Linked DNA regions of Cricetulus griseus: region 1 is linked to region 2. Evidence: chromatin contacts called from public Hi-C data. All regions are on one chromosome and are shown on one strand. The core of a region is the stretch at or near the end of the contact, and the rest is flanking DNA. Distances in the headings are between cores, read along the strand shown.

What was found. Hi-C and Micro-C count contacts between places; a contact is called where the count stands out from the background.
Region 1: a contact with region 2 is called in a Hi-C map of the CHK-Q cell line, with 6 times the contacts expected there. The contact joins two enhancer-like sites. A contact is called at or near these places in 6 of 8 Hi-C or Micro-C datasets (the CHK-Q cell line, the CHL-YN cell line, the CHO-K1 cell line and 2 more).

What each region holds. Positions count from the first base shown.
Region 1 is chr2:398,363,703-398,369,844 of CriGri-PICRH-1.0, reverse strand. The region is part of intron 1 of LOC100774159 (keratin, type II cytoskeletal 78); the gene reads left to right. Among named protein-coding and RNA genes, the nearest start is that of Krt8, 29 kb to the left of the region's middle. Within about 2 kb of position 3,349, at least 6 of the 6 cell types and tissues checked have open chromatin away from gene starts, as enhancers often do.
Region 2 is chr2:398,152,756-398,158,651 of CriGri-PICRH-1.0, reverse strand. LOC100752072 (keratin, type II cytoskeletal 72) reads left to right here. Exons shown (of 8, transcript XM_027396038.1): 8 at 1-83. The coding sequence ends at 83. Among named protein-coding and RNA genes, the nearest start is that of Krt74, 9.4 kb to the right of the region's middle. Within about 2 kb of position 3,856, at least 1 of the 6 cell types and tissues checked has open chromatin away from gene starts, as enhancers often do.

The DNA of each region.
Region 1 (6,142 bases), core at 2,100-4,599, 210 kb before region 2:
GTCATCGCGGATCCGGCGCGATGGCGCCGCCCGGCCCCGGCGGCCGTGAGAGCGCTCGAGCACAGCCAATGAGCGCCTGCCACCCGGCCTGCGCCGCCACGCCCACCTTGGCCAGCCGCCTCCGGTTCCCAGGTCCCGCGACCCTGACGGACCCCGACCCTGGCGACCTGCTGTTCCCGCGACCTCTGCCTCCCCAAGAGGTTGCGGGCTCAGGAGGTGAGGTGGGGGCAGCTTCTCTAGATCCTTCCTGCCGCGCCACCGCTGATTAGGGTCACCCCACATCCCCAGGAGGTCACGTCGCACATCGGGGGCTATGGGTCCTTACTGCGCCCCTCTGGGCTCTTCCCAGGTAGCGACATAATGTGTGCCCAGCGCCCTCTCGAAGAGGACAGATTCCCGTGTTTGCCAGGCTGTGCTGGCTGAACCCTGGCACTTCCTGTCACAGTCTCCATGGGCAAAGTTCTTTGCTCCCAGTCAGCCACACCACCGACTACTTTCTGCTTCAGAAGAGAGTCTCCACACTAGGAAGGTCATGATCTTAAGACTCTGGTGATCCCATTTGTTGGCCAGCCTTCTTTGGGCCTTCCTTGGCCTTGGCACACGGATACACACAGATTCAACTGCAAAGAAGCCCAGACAAATGCAGATGGCAGGCCTGGATTTTCATATGCTATATACGAGCACAGGACGAACAGCCGGAGACCTTTCTTATTATAGATTGCTATGGCGATAAAGAGAGTGTCTAGTAATTGACAAATCCTCAAGAAATGGTAGGTTTGATTCTCCCTCACACAGATACAGCCTCACAAACACAGCCGATGAGGACACACAGCCTTCACCCACTCAGAGCCTCAGACACCGATACATGTTCAGATACACATCAACACAGGTGTATTTGCTTGGATCTGCAGACACAACTACCCCCCCCCCCCAAACCAGGAAAGCAGCAACCCCCACAGCGACCATAAAATCAAGTTTTACTGCCCAGGGTGTGATGGGAACCAGCAAGGCAGCTGGGCGGGCCAGGAGGCCTCCGCGTCTAGGCGGTGCCTGATGTGCCCTAGCTCCCACTCAGCCCCAGGGTCAGGACGCCTTCATTTTCTAACACACCCTCCTCTGTCCCCAAGGCCAGTCACCCCATCTTTTCTCCATTGTTGCCTAAAATCAGGCCATACCTTCTTGCAACAACTGAGCCCTACAGTGTGTACCCCCCCCCGCCCCCCCGAATTTGTGCCCTGCTAGCAGGGCCTGATGGCTTTTTGGGTAGGTTTGGGGTCATCGTCTTCAGAGGTGTTTCTTCCCCGCCAGTCCTCTTGGTTTCCCGGTTTGGCTCTGAGGCCTTGGCTGCTCAGCCCTCTTCAGCTGAAAGGGGACCTAGAGGACTTTGGGTCCTGCAGGGTTTCCAGGAAGCCCCACTCCACTCTGTCTTATGGTCCCTGTCCCCAGCCTTGGGGCTGCAGGAATCTGAAGATTGTACTTTAGAGTCAGAGAGAGAGAGAGAGAGAGAGAGAGAGAGAGAGAGAGAGAGAGAGAGAGAGCTCAGAAGAAGCCCAATGCCTGGGCCTGGATTAACACCCCTCTGCTGATGAACTCAGGCCATGTTGGCCTGGTCTTCCATTTAGCATTTCACCATCACTCTCATATCCCCTCCTGCTGAGCACCAAGGTCTGTCAGATGGACCCCCACTTCACAGAGTGTAGCCTTTCAAGGAAGAGCTCTGTGTCTGAGGTCACAGTGACTCTTTAGGAGAAGGGTTGGAATTAAGAGTAGGTCTCCTGTCCTTGTGGCTTGAAAAGTCCTGAATGTTAGTGTCTGTTCTCTCCCAGTCCCTGCCATTTTCTTGTGAGCACAGCTGTGTCCCTCTGTGGTCTGACTCCTGCCAGGGTCTAGGGAGGGAGGCGAGATCCAGAAGGACTCAGGCCTTGTCCTCTGCACTTGATGGGGAACGAATGTCAGGTCCTTGATGGAGGCACATATAGAATGATCATATCAGGTGACAGGTTCTAGGAAGTTTGGTAATAGTCACCTGGAAAAGGGTTTGAGGGAGAGGTGACAAACAAAGGTATGCCTGGTTTATATGGCTAGGGGTCTTGGAGAAGGGGACAATGCTTGTTCTGTCATTCTGTGGAGTACTCTGCTGCTTCCAAGCCCCTGGCTGACTCTGGAGGTTGGCCATGAGGGACCAGAGGACTTTTTGCTTAAATAGCTGGAATAAAGGCAAAAAGACACATTGCCCAGAGGCCTTTCTCATGCCTGGTCCCTGATGTCATATCTGCAGGGTAACCTCCAGGGCTGGACACTGGTCATTTTCAAGGCCTGGACTCCTGGAGGCCCGGGACATGGAGCTCATCCCACTCTCCAGCTCTCAAACTTTGCAGAAAAGCTTTCCCAGACTCAGCATCCTGTTCCATCCCACCAAGAGTCTTTGGAGGGCTAAGAAGGCTTCTTTCAATATTTGGGCCCTCAGCAGGCCCCTATCTCTTTTGCCTTCAGATTTTCTGTTCCCCTTTTTGCCCCTAGGGCTTGGATGAGCCAGAAGGGTGGGGCTCCCAGTTGGCAAGACTCAATTTTGCTGGCTGGGAGTTTTTCAGGGTACTAATTAAAAGGAACCACCCAGAGAGAATGACTTCACTTGTTCACACACACACCCTTCTGCCCTGCCCTCTCCAGTGCCCCCATTCACACGCCGGGGCTCAGGCAAAGGTGCAGGTGGAGGAGCCCACGGCAAAGGCAAGATCTTCTGTGTATGTCAACAAGCCAAGTGCAGGCTCAGAGCATCTTTGGCATTTTTTCCCCTCCTCCTAGTCGAATGTTGCTGTGGCTGCATTTCCTTTGGTATTTCCCTCCTGTCTGAACTGGACAGGCAGAAACTGACTCTGGGTGGGAAGGAGGATGGTGTCCTCCCGGGTCACACGAGTCCCCTACCCCCTTGCCCCATGAGATCTGTTGCTGCGAGGAATTCTTCCCCTGCCTGGGCTTCAGTCCCATCTCTTTGGCTTCATCCCCTGTGGGGTATGGGTCTCCCTGGAGAGAACTTGGTCACTCTGTACTGCTGTGTGAGGATCTCTCCCCATTACAATCTTATCCTCTCTGTTCCCCAACTCTTCCAAAGGTGGAGCCACAATTCCTTCTACTCTAAACTGCTGGGTGGCCACGTGAGCCTATGGTGGGCTCTGTCACCCATGATAGATAGTTAATGATGGTGCTCATAGCCCAACGCTCCCAAATACTCTTGCGTGGCTTTTTTGGGACGACCATGCTGACTCACTTGGTCTTGGTTACTTGGTGGAAGGGAGAAATACAAATTTCTGGGGTGACTCAGAGCTGGCGGATCCTGGGTGCTAGGCAGCCTTAGAGCCTCTGGGAGGCAAACGGGCCGGGCCGGGCTGCTGCCAGCTGCCTATGAGTGGGGAGAGGGGAGGAGCCAGGCTCGCTTTTCTCGATCTCCCTGCATTTTGGGATTGTCCTGCAGGGGGCGCCCTAAGCCAGGTTTCCACAGACGGCGGAAGCCCATAGTTTCTTCAGACTTTGGGTCGTATCTCCGACCCTCTGTCCCCATAATTTGAATTCTTTCTTTCTTCCGGGGTCCTCTAGCTATCAGGAGTCCAGCAAAGGGCATAAAGGCAGAGGCAGAGAATTTGTGACCCAGAGATTCTGTAGCGACAGGAGTGACAGATGTTGGTGACTAGAAGAACACATGCAAATGACATGCAAACCGGCATGGCTAGACCGCCCTGGCTAGCACCTGCCAGTCTGGGCTCAGGCACGCACCCTCTTCCTAGTCCTGGGTGTGCAGAGAGGTACCCAACTCTTCCCTTGCAGTGCAGGCTAAATGCATCAATACTCCCCTTAATTGCCACCATAACTCAGGCAGGGGCTATTGTTCTGATTTTACATCTGGCTCCCCTTTCTCTATAAATCAGAGGCAAGTGAGTTTGGGACTAATACAGCCAGTGAGCCTCGTCTTCCAATGGGGCCACCCTGAAAGACTAAGAATGAGGCTCTGGTCTCTGGTGAAAAAATACTCAGAGAGCCCCCAAAACACTGCAAGAAGGCAGAACTGTGACCGATTCTTAGTCTGTAAGGGACACCCTATTTCCGTCTATCTGTGTCCCCTGGACCCAGTCCCACTGCTTACTGACTTCCTCATCTCAACTTCTATCCCTTATGTCATTGGTACCTTATCCCGTGTGTTTGTGGCAAAGGAGAAATGGGGAGGGGTGCGTTGATGGGAATTATCCTATCTAACTCATCACTGACTTGCTTTCAAGAGGCTTGGGGGATGCAGGGAGCATTCAAAATGATCTCTCTCCATGGAGGAAGAAAGGCATGGCAGATTTTGACATTGCTTTTTCCTCACAACTCAGCTGGGTGGGGAATCTCAGGAGAAGTTTGCATTGTCCCCAACATTTACTGGGTCCTGCTATTTCTTCCTGCCATACCTGCCCAGGCCCCCTTCTCTCTGGCATTCCTTTGGTCACTGAATGGCCCTGAGGTTCCCCCTCCCCTGACATGGCTCTCTGTTTCTGGGGACAGGGAGGCTGAGGAACAATGTCTGGTACATTCTTGAGCTGGATTCATGAACATCAGGATGTTACCCAGTGCTTGGGCCTCTAAGGGCCCTAGACTCCTGATAGAAGTAGCTGTGAGGAGAAAGGCTCTGGCCTAGGGAGCAGAGACATTGCAGCCTGACTTGAACTGGGAGAGTTGAGGCAACGACCTGCATTTGCATCCTATTTGCACCCTATGTTCCATAAGCTTCCATGCCACCCTTCCCATAGAGGTGAACAGATTTCATTGTGGCCTCCTCATCTTTCTCCTTCATCTCCCTTTCTTTCTGAGGTCATTATGCGCCCCTTTGACAACCACATCACCTACTACTCCCCCAGATGTTCCATCTGGTATGAGCATGCCTCTCTCTTTGGGCTTTGCCTCACCTCCAGAGAGGGGAGAGAAGAAGGGGTGTCAATGCCAGCCAGAGAGCAGACAGACATAGGATTTGAAAGAGGCATTACAGACAGCTGCAAACTCCAGCTCTGCCACCTTTGGCTGTGCGATCTAGGACAAGTCCTTTAGGTTGGCTGAGCCTCAGTTTTCTCAGCTATAAAACGAGGCTAGCCACTGGTATCATATGTAAAGCACCTGACAGAAACTAGTTGCATATTAAATGGTGATCTTCAGCCACAAGAAGAGACTTCCTGGAAGAAAGGCCATGAAGGAAGCCACATCGCCCCAGCCCCTATCCTCTGAATGCCCTTTACTCCTTGAGGGCCACTCTCTTAGCCCTTTCCTGATTTTGCTTCTGGAGAGATGTGGGTGGAGTGGAGCCCTGCCCTGAAAGGGGATGGTCGTGGGATCTGAAGATCCCTCCTGGTTGCCCGTGGCAGGGAGTGGGCTTCCCTGAGTAGGTGGTTTGAGAAGCTTTCCCAGTCTGGAGGGGGCTGAGGCTCTCAGTCAGTCCTTCAGAGGAGCAGGGGTGGAGAAAGGACACCAGCCTACGGTCTTACCCAAAGGGTGCATCCCATGCTGTCTGGCTTTGGTCTCCTTCCAGTTTCGATCAGAGGGCGGAGTGAGGCTGGGCAGGGTGGAGTTGGCTTTTCTTTAGAAAACCTCAAAGCTTAGGAAGAGAAAAAAGTCAAGTCACAGACTATCTGTCCTACAGCATGGGACTGTGCTGTCAGCAACAAAGCCCCCATACCAAGGGCTGTACGTCTGGGATGTGTGTGTGGAGCATGGACCTCCGCACCCAGCCCCAGATACCAGCTCTTACACATTCATAACCCCGGCCCCCCGCACACTCTGTATCCTGCACACCCTCTCACACTCCTTACACATCAGCACACATGCGTGACACGCATGGCACTCATTCACAAAAGCTCCCCTTTCCCCTACTCTTCAACACACTATGTTACACACATGCGAGGTATGCCTTCAAATATTCTATTTTTTTTTCTAGAGACAGTCTATGTTTGCCCAGGTTTGTTCTCTTGTTTTAGCTTCCTGAGTGTTGGGATTTCAGTCATGTATCACCATGTTTGACTACCCCTTTACTTAGGCTTTTGTGAGCTCACACACACAGTTCTACACGATCACACATCATCTCTTTGCACACTCACACTCGTGTCCTGCTGTTATCACAAGC
Region 2 (5,896 bases), core at 2,607-5,106:
AAGGCAGCTGTGGCAGTGAGCTCAAGGATTCCCCGGCCAAAACCTCAGGCAGCAGCTGTTCCACCAAAAAGTCCTCCCGTTGACAGACAGACAGGTGGTGGTGGTGCTCTGAGCAGAAGGCTGTGGGCCTCCTTCTCTGCCTGTTCTTTTTCCTTGGGTCCCTTTCCAAGTCGGGAAATGTTTTCTCTATCACTGAAGTCCCAACCTGTTCTCCCAGCCCTGTTTTCCTCAGTGCAGGGAACCGTCTGGTGCAGGAAGGCCAGCCATGGGCTCTCTCAGTGACCTCTCTCCCACTCACTTTTCACTGGGTGGCTGACTCACATGCAGAGATGAAGCACAGACCCAAGATGTTTCCCTGCAGCCAACTGCAAGTCTCTTTGTTCTGTGTCTTCTTCAGCCTTCACCATCAAGGGATCGTCCCTCTTTGTCCTCTGATGGGGATTCTGTCTAGTTCTCTGCTTCTCCTGCAATAAATGATTGACTGATGACATCATCCTAGTCTATTTTATGTTGCTATAATGAAATACTTGAGATTGGGTATGATGGTTTGAACTGGGAATGTCACCCCATAAGCTCATGCTGTGAACAACTTAGCCCCCAGCTTGTGGCGTTGTTTTGAGGTCTGTAGAGCCTTTAGGAGATGGTGCCTGGTTGGTGAAGGTAGGTCACTAGGAGTAGGTCTTGAAGGTTATACCCACCCTAGGCACCAGCCTACTCTCTTCTCCTTCAGACATGATTTGAGGAGTCTGCAATATGCTCCACTGCCATGAGCAAGTCTGGTGGACTGCAACCCTCTCAACCCATAAGTCAAAATAACACCCCAAAGGTCTTTCTGTCAAGTATTCCAACAGGTAATTTATAAAGAACAGGCCTTATTTTGGATCACAGTTCTGGAGGTCTGAGAGCATGGCATCAGCCTCTCTCCCATCTTCTGGTGATAGTCTTGTGCTGGGTCACAGCATTGTGAAGATGCAGACAGGGGAAGTGGGAATGTGTGGAGGGAGCCCGTGTTCAAGGGTGAGCAAGGGAAGATGTCGGGCCCACTAACAACCTGTTCTGGAGAGTCCTAATCTAGTCTCCAGGGAAAGCCATTAATCCAACATGGGGCAGTGTTTCTATGACTCAGTCAAATTCCAAAGATCCCACTGTGGAATCTAAATTCAGCCTGAATTAGGTGGGGACAAACATGTCCAAACATGTCCCTTTGTGTTGTCCAAATGTCAACCTTTACATTGGCCTAACTTTTTGGAGGGTCTGACTCTTGCTCTGCTCCAGGCCATCAACCACACATGCTCTTTGTCATCTGGTTCCAGCCAGGTAGGCAACAGGTGATAGCTGAGCCTGCTAAGTAGCTGAAATTTATCACTGATGTGGCTGCAGGGCTGGCTCGACCTCTCCCATGTTGTCACATATGAGATGTTTGACATTAGCCCCCCCCTCCCCTGTGGAGACACAGGACCATCAGAGGTTGGCACTTTAGTGAGGCTTGCCACTCAGTATCTCTAACACCCTGAAATCTCCCTTGCTCTGCCTAGGGTTGCCACAGTGGCCCCTCCTTGCCCCCCACAGCGGCCCCACTTTCCTTTTCTAGTACACGCAGGAAACCTATGCTTATGGGGGATACCAAAACAAATAGCATAAGCAGAGAGCTGTGGGGCTCACAGTCTACCCGGGACAGGAAAACCCAGCAACTAACAAGGCAGTGTGTAACATGTCACCATGGCATAGGAAGGTGAGTGATTTGGGCAATCTTCACAGGCATGTGTGCTTCTTCTGCAAGAATGCTTGTTTCTCGGGTGGTCAGCCAACTGATTTGAACACAGTTCTCACGGTCAGAGCTGTCTTTCAAGAATGAGCTTTGTTGAAAAGTCTGTATGTCCCACCCTTCCTTGACCATCAGCCTATCTCTTAGCAGGGCAGGATCTTCACATCCAGGGGCCATTGTCTATGTCCCATTTATCAGAAGTTTGCTCATCCTTTGTAGCCATGCTGAAACACTATTCCCTCCCATGTGCCTGCAGCGCTCAGTCCCTTCATTAGAACTCATCAAGCCACATAGCATGAAAAGAGAAGTAACATTCTAGCTGCTGGCCCTACAAGTCTCCAGCCCCACTCTTCAGGAGAGCAAGTTGGAGCCCAGAGGAATGAGTGATCTGCTCATAGTACCGGGGAGCAGCAGGGCCTAGACAGGTATCTGTATAGCCGTGACACCCCCTGAACCTACCCTGCAGTTCACAATTGCCACTCCTCAACCCCTCAGTGCCCCCTTGTTCTGGTGGCTCAACTCAGGATACATTTTCTGCAGGAATGTGCTACTGAGTGGAGTCCTCGTAACTGTGGAGAAAGAACTCAACACAACACAAATGTCTTAATGCCTTGGCACACAAGTGATAAAACACTCAGGTTAATAAGTTTATGTTTCTTACATATCCACATATACACAGGTTACATAATTTATTATACAAACTGGGGCCTTTTGATGTCATCAGATTCTAAAGTGGTCCTTGGGAAAGAGACAAAGTAAAGACTTAAAGGCTAATGGTTCTTCTGGACCTAGCATTCTGGCTTTGAAGTCTGGTCCTTTTAATTGCTAGTTATGGCCTGGTGCAAAATTGTGCCCTTGTAAAACAGGCTTAACCTTAACTAGCCTTTTGCTTTCTGTATGCCAGTTACTCATCTGAGCCCTGCTGGAGCATTTTTCTACCTGGCAGTGTGATTAATTCTCCTGAAAATGGGTATGTGTCATTGCTAATAATGAAAAAACTATTGTCACACTGTCCAGCTCTGGAGGTATTGGAATTTGGGGGAGGGTGGTAAATATCTCACCAGGAATACATATCAAGGAGGGACATAGGTGGGCATTGAAGCCCAGTGAGGTTCTGGAGTCTGTGCTCCTAGTTCCAACACAGCCTTACTTGTCAGAGAGCTTGCCATGGAGGACACCTCACTGTTATTATGATCACAGCTGTGCATTGTGTAATAAGACACACTTCAGAGAAAAGTGTTGCTAGGTGATTGCATCACTGTGTAAACATGGGGGTGTGCTTACACCCACCTGGGCAGTGCAGCTCAACCCTTATTATGTGGCCAGTTGACACCACAAAGAGATGTGTTACATAAGGTGTGCATAGTTGCTTCTAGGGTACTACAATTGGTGAGCAGTAGGCACACACTCTGCAGCGCCCGCAGAAACCAGTAACATAGCCATTTGTTGTCTTATCAAGTATTGCTACTGCTCGGAAGTGTGTGAGCTACAGCTTTTTACACCTGGCAGTGCTGTAGGTGTGTATACTTACTATGAACACTCGGGTCCTACGCTGTGCTATGATAGCTGAGCATCATAAAGTGACAGGAACTTTTCAGCTTTGTTATCCCTCTATGGGACCTGTCATATAGATTGCTGCTTGCTGACCTGGACATGCAGTGTGTCATCGCAGGATCTGGTTGGTTGGTAACTTTGTTTGGAGAGAGTCTTGCTGAGTGACACTGCCTAGCTTGTAACACCCTATGTAGCTGGCCTTTGATTTGCCATGAACCTCCTGTCTCTGCTCCCAGAATGCTGGGATTCCAGGTACACAGCAGCACATTCTGTCCACGTGACTATATTTACGTGTGTGTGTGTGTGTGTGTGTGTGTGTGTGTGTGTGTGTGTGTGTGTGTATTTGTAAGATGTGTATTGGTTGGTTCAGGTCCCAGGAGTATGGCAGCAACAGGACCTGGTGGAGCTCGACTGTAGGCTGTGAAACTTAGGATCTGTCTCAAGTGCATTCATCCCACCCATCAAGGTGCAAACCATCGAGGTGCAAACCCTTCTGGTATTTCTAACCTGTGCACACACTGCCCTCTGCCATCAACCCCCGGTACTGCGCCTACTGTAGCCCTGAGAAAAGACTACAACGAAGCTTGGGGATCATCCTGGATCAGCAGAGTGCCTCTTTAGAGGAGGTGCTGCTAGTCTCCCTGGCATGCCTAGACTGGTCCCAAACTCTGAGCTGCCAGGGCCCTGTCTCCTGTCTCCCCTCCTCCTCTTTCCCTTTCCTCTCACAGAAGGAGAAAGGAGGCAGCCCCCTCTTTCCGATCCTCCTCACCTTTGGTAGCTAGCCGTTCTTTCACGCAGCTTTTCATCAGCAGTTGCCTGAGAACCTTGGTGCTGTGTCAGAGGTCCTGGGAGTGTGGGTGGTCTGTCACTCAGCAACACTCCCTCCTCCACACAAGCCCCAGCCCTGGCTACAAGGACAACCTTTGAAACTGTCTCTCAAAGCAGAGAAGTTGGGTTTAGGAGTCCCGACAAGGCATAGTTAGTGCATGGCAGAGCTGCACATAGATGATCTCAGAAGGCTTCCTGGTAGGGGTGTAGAAGGCTGTGAGGGGGAGCTTTGTAAAGACTCTGTAGGTCCCCAGAACTCAATCACTTCAGCTACCTGCAGTGTGATGACTGAGTGAAGGACAATTATTTTGCGCTGTCCGTCTGTCTTTATACTCCTATTTGGCAGTTACTTCCAGCACCACCATAGGGCTAAGGGTCCTCCTGCCTGGTGAAGTGACCACACCACACCCAGTGACCTCCCTTAGGAGACTCATGGCTCAAACCCTTCTTCACGCTTCCCACCATTCATCCTCACAAGGCATTGGGATTTTAGATCTAGAACTCTGGGGTCCCAGGTCCTTCTAGCTGGAACTACAGATGAAGCACCAAGTGCAATATGAAAGTCAGATGTGTCATTCAGGTGGAAGGACACACTGCAGCCAGCCATCGGTGGATTTGACTCCTGGCATTTTTGTTTCTTTTGCTACTAATGACTGACGTGGGCAGCTCAGTCTGCCTGCTTTTTGTGTGTTTGTTCATGTTTACACTGGAAAAAACAGAAAGGACTGGTGAGAGGGTGAAATGAGTTACAAATGGTCAAAGTGCTGAATCCAGTAACGAGTGCCTTGCAAGCCCTGGGCAAGTGTGCGCCTACCAGGCAAGGAGTGCCTACCAGGCTATTGTCATTCCAGTCCTTGCTCCACTCTGGTCCCACTGCATTCTCCCCAGCCCCCAGAAGGTTCTTTCCCATGGCTCCTGGCTCCTCCAAGCACCGTCCTTGGCTTACTCCACACTGTCCCTCTGCTCTTCATTCTTCAGAAAACTAGAGTGCCCCAGACCTGTTTCTGACTTCCAGTCTTCTTGATCCCTGGTGGGTGTCATTCTCCCTCAGCTCTGCTACCTCCTGACCCATTTTACAATCCTTCTTCTGATCTCGTAGTGGGTGGCACAACTCAGCCATAAAACTCCACTTGCCTCCTTGCCTCCCCCCCCCCGCCCCCATCACCATGGAAGTGAAGACTTGGTTCCCTGGTATCTGCTTTTCCCTTCTCCTGGAAGGGTGGGTAGAATTTTCCAGGCTACAGTGGGAGGAGCTGATGTTGTGGCCCCGAGTTTCAGTGGCCAGCATCTAGCGCCCCCTAGCACTATCCGCTCCAATCTCTAATTCTATGGCCAGTTTCCTTCTGTGGGGATGGGGCTTGGGTCCCTTGCTGTGCAGGTACAGGGGGTTTCCCAAAGTTAGCAGGGAACTGTCCGTCCCTTCAGTCCCTGACTGGGCTGTTTATGAATTCCGAAGGCTTGGTTCACATTCTGCCACCAGCTTTGGTGTGCAGCCCCCTTCTTCAGTCTCAGCTACTCACTGAGCAGGCTTTTTCAGAACCCTCTCCCTAAAACCCTTAGTTTTTCCTTGATATCCTACTTTTATGTTTTCTCCCCAGTTCCCACCTTGTCTTGTATTATCTGGTGCCCAGTACCTTGGCCCTACCCAGGGCCACCCCCTTTCCAATTCTATCTCCAGGTCTGGCAGGCTCAATTATAGTGTTGACCTAGAGAGGGGGCTGGCCATTCCCTCTACATCTGAGGCACGTG